Regions from separate parts of the Gossypium hirsutum genome. Here regions 1 and 3 are each linked to region 2. Evidence: chromatin contacts called from public Hi-C data. All regions are on one chromosome and are shown on one strand. Each heading gives the region's core, a stretch centred on a gene start, on an enhancer-like site or on the middle of the called end of the contact. The rest is flanking DNA. Distances are from core to core; before and after follow the strand shown.

The links. Hi-C and Micro-C count contacts between places; a contact is called where the count stands out from the background.
Region 1: a Hi-C map of leaf shows a contact between it and region 2, with 4 times the contacts expected there. The contact joins the promoter of LOC107961927 here to the promoter of LOC107961924 in region 2. A contact is called at or near these places in 2 of 34 Hi-C or Micro-C datasets (both in leaf).
Region 3: a Hi-C map of leaf shows a contact between it and region 2, with 1.5 times the contacts expected there. The contact joins the promoter of LOC107907952 here to the promoter of LOC107961924 in region 2. A contact is called at or near these places in 3 of 34 Hi-C or Micro-C datasets (leaf and seedling).

The regions. Positions count from the first base shown.
Region 1 is chrA06:118,375,071-118,377,859 of Gossypium_hirsutum_v2.1, reverse strand. It overlaps LOC107961927 (F-box protein CPR1), which reads left to right and starts at 1,328. Exons shown (of 3, transcript XM_016898101.2): 1 at 1,328-2,705. The coding sequence starts at 1,528.
Region 2 is chrA06:118,504,173-118,506,872 of Gossypium_hirsutum_v2.1, reverse strand. It overlaps LOC107961924 (cysteine proteinase inhibitor 1), which reads right to left and starts at 1,264. Exons shown (of 1, transcript XM_016898097.2): 1 at 697-1,264. The coding sequence starts at 1,165. The coding sequence ends at 806.
Region 3 is chrA06:118,319,508-118,322,207 of Gossypium_hirsutum_v2.1, reverse strand. It overlaps LOC107907952 (E3 ubiquitin-protein ligase UPL5), which reads left to right and starts at 1,377. Exons shown (of 4, transcript XM_041115990.1): 1 at 1,377-2,700. The coding sequence starts at 1,734. It overlaps LOC107961931 (F-box protein CPR1), which reads left to right. Exons shown (of 4, transcript XR_005928852.1): 4 at 1-233.

The DNA of each region.
Region 1 (2,789 bases), core at 79-2,578, 130 kb after region 2:
GTGTCGAAGATAAGAGAAGAAAGTTCGTTTAGATTTTAGTTCTTAGATTTGCGACATTTAAGAAAAAACTAAGTTGTAGAAGATAAGGGGGACAAGAGCTCTTGATTGGTGTAGGTGATGCCAGGGAGAAGTCCATACAACAACGATTTTAACAACTTAGTGACTTAAATGGAAACTTTTGATTAGTTCAGTGATCATTTTGTAATTTTTTAAAGTTAAGTGATCAAAACATAAGCTTACTAATAGTTTAGTGACCTTAAGTGTAGTTTACCCTAAAAATTGGATTGTAAAAGAAAAAAGTTTATTGCATAATTTAGTCCTTGAAGTATATTTATTTTTCGACTTTGATCCTTTAATTTTTTTTACCCACTTCAGTCCTTAACTTTATCAAGCGTTCCTAGTTTAGTTTTTTGGACATTAAAAACTATGTTTGGGATATTTAGCTAATCATATGCCACCATATGTCATATGGTGACATCATCATCATCTAGAAAAACTTAAAAAATCTTTAAAAAATGAAAAAAATCAAAAAATTTATAAAGAAATTCCAAAAACATATTTAAAAGATAAAAAAAGTATTTAAAAATTATAAAAAATAATATAAAATAAAAAAATTACTTAAAATTTTAAAAATATATTAGAAATTTTAATATTTTTAAAATTTTATAAACCACATTTACTAGAGACTGAACATGATATCGTTGTCTCTTGAAATTTAACATTATTTTTCATTATTTAAATAAATTGAAAAAAATTATCTAGATCTATGACCTAAAAAGATCTACCAATGATAAATTACATTTGATTGAATCATAAAACAATTATCTTAAGTGATATCCTTCCAAGAGGCAATGATCTTATGCTCTAGTGATGTGATTTATAAAATATTAAAATTTATAATATATTTTTAAAAAAATTAGTAAATTTTAGTAAACTTTTATATATATATATTGTAATTTTTATAACTTTTGTAGTTTAAAAAAGATTTAAAGTTTTTTCTAGATAATAGCATCAAAGTGATGCCATTGTATGTCACATGATAGCATATAATTGGCTGAATATTCTAATCGATTTTTTTAATATAAAAAAGACTAAATATGTTAAGGACTAAATTAAAAACATTAAGAATTTTAAATACTAAAGTGGGGAGAAGCAGTATATATAAGCCCGAGGAAAAAATTAAAAAAAGAGAAAGGGATTTCAAGTACCAAAATATTCATTTAGCGGTGTAATAAATAATAAATAAAATAAAACTGAGCCGAGAGATGCTTCTGGAAGTGCAGAAAAGCAGATTTTATGATATAAAATTAAAACTGTGGGACGCGTCTTTACGTATAAAAGAGAGATAACCCTGTCGCTGTTGCCTTCTCCTCGCACCACTTGTCGCCCCCACTCGCGCAATCCCAACCTAGGGCGATTCTTTCCCTTCCCTCCAAACAAACAAACGAACCCCAAATCTTAGAGCCCCTCGAAACCCTCGTCTCTCTCTCAGAAATCCCTCTAAACCTCCCAAACCCACTGCAAGAAATGTCTAAGGTTCCCATGGATGTAGTCACCGATATCTTCCATCGCCTTCCTGTCAAGACTCTCCTGCGTTTCAGGTCCCTTTCTAAACCCTACTTCTCTCTCATAGACGACCCTGATTTCACCAATGCCCACCTCGATCGTTCCATCAAAACCAGATCCAATCTCAACATCATCCTCAAAGGTTTACATCTCTATTCCGTGGAATTCGATGCTCTGGATAACGCCGTACCCATCGACTATCCTTTGAGTAGTGGAGCTGGGACTGAAGCCTTTGGTTCCTGTAATGGAATCCTTGCATTCCGTCTCACCGATAAAAACCTTGCCTTGTATAATCCCTCCACGAGGCAGTTCCGTCGACTGCCTGTTTCCGAGATTGAGCCCCCTCCAGGTGATTCTTGTAAATCTGGGTATATCTTTTATGGGTTCGGGCAGGATGTTAAAACCAATGATTACAAGGTCGTAAGGATGGTGCAGTTCAATAAAAGTGACGATGAAGATGATGAAGGTATATTTTACGACTACGAGGTTAAGGTTTATAGTTTAAAGAATGATTCTTGGAGGAAAATCACTAAGCTCCCTTGTTATCTTAGGTTTATGTTTCAATTTTTCTACCATCTATTGCATAGGCGAGGCTATGGTGTGCTTGCTGGTGGGGTTTTACATTGGGTGATGCCTCCACGAATTGAATTGGGACCGAGGAATAGGATTGTGGGTTTTGATCTTGGAAACGAGGAGTTCATTGAAGTGCCTCAACCTGAATGTGCCGATAAGAACTATCTGTTGGATGTGGCAGCCCTGGAAGGGCGCCTATGTGCTGTTTGTAATTATGACCAAGAGAAAATTGATGTTTGGACTATGAAGGAATATGGAGTAAAACAATCTTGGACTAAGTTGATTTCCATTCAAAGAACTAGAACCATTACCACACTAACGTTTTTAAAGCCATTAGCTTATTCCAAGCAGCTTGATATGATTTTGGTGGAGATTAATAGCCAAAAGTTTGCCTGGTATGATTTGCAAAAGAAGAAGATGCGAAGTGTGAAGATTGGTGGTAGTCCAGGTACATTTGGTGCAGAGGTTTATATAGGAAGCCTCATTCAGATAGAAGACCCTAAAAGATTAGAAATTGAGAAGCAAAATGAACAAGATGAACTGAAAAACAGAAATCGAAAGAACAGGTACAAATGGTGAATTCCAACTTGTTTGAATCTTTCTTTGAAACATGTTAAGCAGCCCATCTGTATTTCATTTATCAACCTTGG
Region 2 (2,700 bases), core at 15-2,514:
TTTGATTATTTCCTTTTTTTAAGGAAAAAAAACACGTATTTCACCGTTTGTTTACTTTTAAAAAGAAAAAAAAAACAGTTGTATTATGTAATTGGTTGGATTTAAATCCATAAATTGAAAGAACTATTAATAACTTTAGACATTTTATTAAAAAAAAAGTAAATTTAAAATACATAACGAAATTGTTTAAAAAAAAATTCCAACTTTATGATCATTATGGTAAATTTCGTCACGGTAATTTTAAATTTTATTTTAAAATTATTAATTTAATTTTTATTGTAAGTATAAGAAGATATCAAGAAAAAAAAGAAGAAGTGAATTTAGAGTTGATCACATGTTTTTAGGGATTATATAAAAAAAGTTTATATACGGTAGTTAGGTAAATGGATATCATCATTATTACAGCAATCTAAGCATAAATTTGAGATTTATAAATGGATTAAGAAATTTATCAAATCGTTTTGCAAAATTGTTCAACGAACTCGTGTTTTAGCTTCAGCTAACATTGATGCCACATCTGATCCATTCTTGCATCTCTTATATATAAAACTGTTTTGCAAAATTCAATTGATTTTTGTTTAGTTTTATGCCTATTTTTATTTTTAAAATGAATAAATAGATTTTTTTTTCTGGTAGATGAGAAATGAAGAAAGAAAAGAGTGAAAATTATTAATCTCAAATTTTGAAACCGAAACATCTCAAACTCACATAATTATGTATTATTAAGATTTTATTCTCCACTCTGTTAAGTAATAGAAAAGGACAAGGATAACATATATGAACATAAATTACATTATAATCAAATCTAACCCTTGACGAGGTTAAAGGAGGTGAGATTCCTGAAATTCAGCCACAACTTCTCCCACACCACAGCCTTATACGTGTTATCGAAGGTCCCTTCCTTCGCCTGCAAAATCAACCGGTAGTTTGTCCCGGCCACCACCTGGGTCTCGCCTTTCACCACCTTAACCAACTTTAAACTCCCATTTGACTGCTTGTTATACTCCTCGACGGCGAATTCCGCGATCTTTATCACGTGTGGGTCCTTGGTGTCTTTGATCGGACTCCATCCTCCGAGGGGAGCCTCCTTTCTGGCGTCGGAGAAGATGAGAGGAAGGAAAATGAGGGAGAGCAAGAGGATCAGGAAGCCTGACTTCTGCTGCATTTTGAGACTGTTTTTCTTTCTCAAGTCTAGTTGCCTTTTTTGTTGTGCTGTAGAGCTGTAGCCTCTGGATTTGAATTTGGAATGAAATTAGATTATTTATAGATAAACATTAATAAACGTAAATCGTAAGTTACGTGGCACACGGTTTTTAATTTTAAGAGGATTTGCCCCTTGAAGTTGATTGAAATTACGATGGAGACACGTCGTTACGTTACTACGAAACGCGCCGAAGCCCAAAACGGGGATCACGAAAGCGGGCCGTTAGGTTAGTATGATTGGAGGGTGGAGACCAGCTGTGAGTTGTGTGGAGGTTTTTAGTAACTGTATTTATTTTATAAGAATTTTAATAAAATCAATCATTTTCAATTTTTTGCATTCAATTGATAATTTATATTCACCGTTAAAAATTAACGACAGTACTAATATAATTGTTAACAGATTTCATGTCAGTCAATAGTTTGGAAATTCGTATTTTGAGGAAATAAGCTTATATGTATAAAAAAAAATTATTTGTCTCAAACACAAATATTACATCTTTTAATAATTTTATCTTACATCAATAATTTTTAATTTTTAATTTTATAATTTTCAACTAGATTTGATTTTTTTAAGATGAAAATGTTAAAATTTAAGATGAAAATATTAATGTCATGTAAAACTATTGAAATATATATATAGATAACATAACGTCTTTATTTTATACAATTATTTTCTTGAATGAGAAAGAAAATGGTAGGAAAAGGAGACATCAGTCAGTCCGATCCAATTCAGTTATATTTTTAAAAATTTTAAATTATTTATCATAATTCGAGATGGTTTTCAATTTTTTATATTCATACTTTGTATATTATTTGATAAAATTCTAAAAAAAAATTTCATAAATAATTCTTTAAAACGCATAATTTTTCAAATAAAATAAATAACAATTATTAACTTTTATATGATATTTTTTAAACAATATCTTTATAAAAAACATTTATTTATTTTTACTATTTTAAATATAAATTTTAAATAAAAAAATATAATGAAAAAGACTAACTTTTTAAGCCAAAACATTTCAATATTCAATGAATTTATAAAATTTCGAATTTTCTTATTCACTTGATTGGGTGGAGTGGGTTGATTGTGAGAATGGTGGTTGTAGCCCACTTAGCACCCCTCGGAAGAAAAATGTGAAAGTGGTCGACGGCTGGCCCAAAATGAAAAATTAGGTGAGCTGATAGTGCTTGATTTTATTTTTATTTTTTTGTGCAAATGAAAATGTTTTAACTTAGGGTTCGTTTGTTTACTAGGTTTTCCAGTGTTTGTTTTGCTTGAAAATCACTTACATTGGTAAAACATTTTCAGAAACATGGGAAAATGAGAATGAATTTTGGGGAAAATGTTTTACCGATTTTATTTCTGTAAAACATTTTCCATCTTTCCTCCTCATTCCATCCGTCTCCTTCTTCATCCAATTAGACCAGTTCCCTTCCTGAAACAAAGCTCAAGGTAACTTTTTTATGATTTACTCTGCATTTCATTCAATTTGTCAC
Region 3 (2,700 bases), core at 128-2,627, 180 kb after region 2:
GTTCCAATTCTCTTAGGGTTCTAGAATTAATGCAACTCAAAGCTAGGTTGTAGTAATCAATCAGATTGCTTTCTTTTACTTTAGCTCCCGAGTTTCTGGCTCTGTTATATTTTTCCGCAGCATGTGTTGCTGGGTGTTTTTTGGGTGAAATACTATTGTTTAAAGCAGAAGGATTGATGTTTGATAAAATTTTAGACCTTGTTAATATATATAGATATATGCTTATCTGTTAATGCAGCATTCTTGTACTTGGTAAACAATGACCAGAACCAAAATCAAGTATCATGAAGGACCAAACTTCAAAGTAAACAATTGAATTTTGAGCTAAATAGAAATAATACCAAAGAAATATCCTTTCAAGAATATCAAAAACCCTAAACCATGTGATCACAAATCTTAAAAAGACATGTCACTATGTTCCAAAAGCATTTTCCTACGTAAAATAGCTTTTTATGTGTTGTGTGTGTATGTAATCATGTTGGCCATAATTATTAGTGAAAAGCCGAACTGATATTGAACTACTTAGCTGCTAAATCGCTTTGGGACATTTGACTTTGTATGCTGCAATTTTAGAGTTTTTGAAGGTGAAATAATCAATGGCATGGGACAAGTAACCAGTTACTAGGCCCTCCTTAGCTCACTCATCTCATCTCTCTCTTTTTCCAAGAAATAAGGGTAAAATAACAAAAAGAAAAGTAATCCACTCGGTTTAGGGAAACTGCAAGGTAACCAGGCAGGAATTGCTTGTTTATATAAAATATAAAAAAAAATGGTCTACAAAGTTACAATTTTGCTGCCGACTAATTCAAAGGGTACGTTTTTTTAAAAATTAAAGCTTTCCTCCATTCTTGCTAAAAATATTATTCATAATAATTTATGTAATACTTCAAAACAAAAAATATTATAATCAGATCAATCAAGAAAAAAATATCAATAGACCCCAGAGATCTACCACGTTAGTAATAAATACAAGTATCTTCTTCGTCATCTCGAATTTATTACTATCATTTTTATCTGGCGATTTAACGATAATTTTATATTGAAAAATCTCATATATTTGCTTGAACATAACTAAAAATTAAAAATAAAATATTTATTTTTTTAAAAAAAATACATACAACAAAACAAAACTAAATTAAAAAAAAATGGACTATTAACAAAATAAAATCACAATAATATCAACTGAAATTAAAAATAAAATAAAACTGAAAAAAAACCACAACAGAGTTAATTTGAAATAATATATGTAAGATAAATACATAAATTAATTCAAACTTAATATTGAAGATAAATAAAAATATTTATATTTAAAATTAAAAATGAAAAAAATTGTAAAAGATTAACTACTGAACTGGGTGAGGTAAATACCTTGAAAAAAAATCACAAATAAAAACGGTGCAACCGTCCACATCAGATAATTCACTGCAATACATTTTTGGTAATTTAAGTAATAAAGAGAAATAAATAAAAATAAAAAAATATAGCGTAAAATAACAGCCTTTGCAGCTAAGGTGATGACGGCTGTATGTAAGCAAGTGGTATAGGCGAACGAGAGCGGATCATTGGCATTCAATTGCTTTTCCTTTTAATCTCCTTTATTCAATCTTTACAAAAGCAGAAGGGTAAGGGTTTTTCATCTGTTTTGGTTCGAGGGTTTTTTTTTTTGTTTTTACCCATATATCTCTCTCTATGTGCTCTCCCCACCGCAGCAGGCTGGGGGCTTCCACCGTCCAATGTCTCTTTTCCAATCCGCCGCCGTTGATCAACTCTCCAACGGCTACGATCACCGCCTTTCCTCTAAGCGTAAGTTTGACGATTATGCCTTTTCTTTCGACGAGGAGGATCCTTTAGTCCCCGTCAGGATGCGAAAAGACGATCATACCCATCAAGGCGCTTATCCGATTACGGCCGTTCATCACTCGTCCAAAGCGCCCGCTTCCTCTTTCCCCACCTCCCTCGTCGATTCTCTCCCTTCCTCCTCCGATGTTCCGTCGTCGTCCTCCTCGTGTTCCTCTTCCCGCCTCCAATTCTTCATCCGGATGATCTCCGAAGGGAACACCATTGTCGTCCAGGCTAATTCGGAGGACACCGTGAAATCCCTACACGAAAGGATTCAGGTGATGACCGGAATTCCGGTGATAGAACAGCGTTTAATTTATCGCGGGAAACAACTCCAGTGGGAGCAATCCCTAGCTGATTGTTCCATCCAAAACGACGCCGGACTCCAACTCGTTGGCCGTATGCGGTCGACGGACCACCCACAAACCTGGCAGGTCATGGACGACATGATCTCCGTTATTTGCCGCCTTTGCCGAGGAGAAACACCCCCTTCCCCGACCAAACACATCAAAGACTGCCTGACCAACTTTTTTACGATTGCTCCAAAGGACAATAATGACTCCGGCCCTGCTCACTTGCAGATATTTATGGCATCTTCGGCTCCTGCCGCTTTGGTAATGCTTTATATGTCTCCTATTAAAAAGAATAAGATGTGTGCTGATGATTCAATAAGGCATATATTAACTCAATATAGGAGTGCATTACCAAAACATTTGCATTCTTATTGTGCACCTATACTATTAGAGTTCTGCAAGCTCCTCAGGAAGGTTGTTAGCGAAGATAGTTTGTATGAGGCGTGCCGGAGTGCACTTGGGATGTTGTTGGAAAGTGTTGGCACTTCCAGGGGTTTAATGCTGCCAG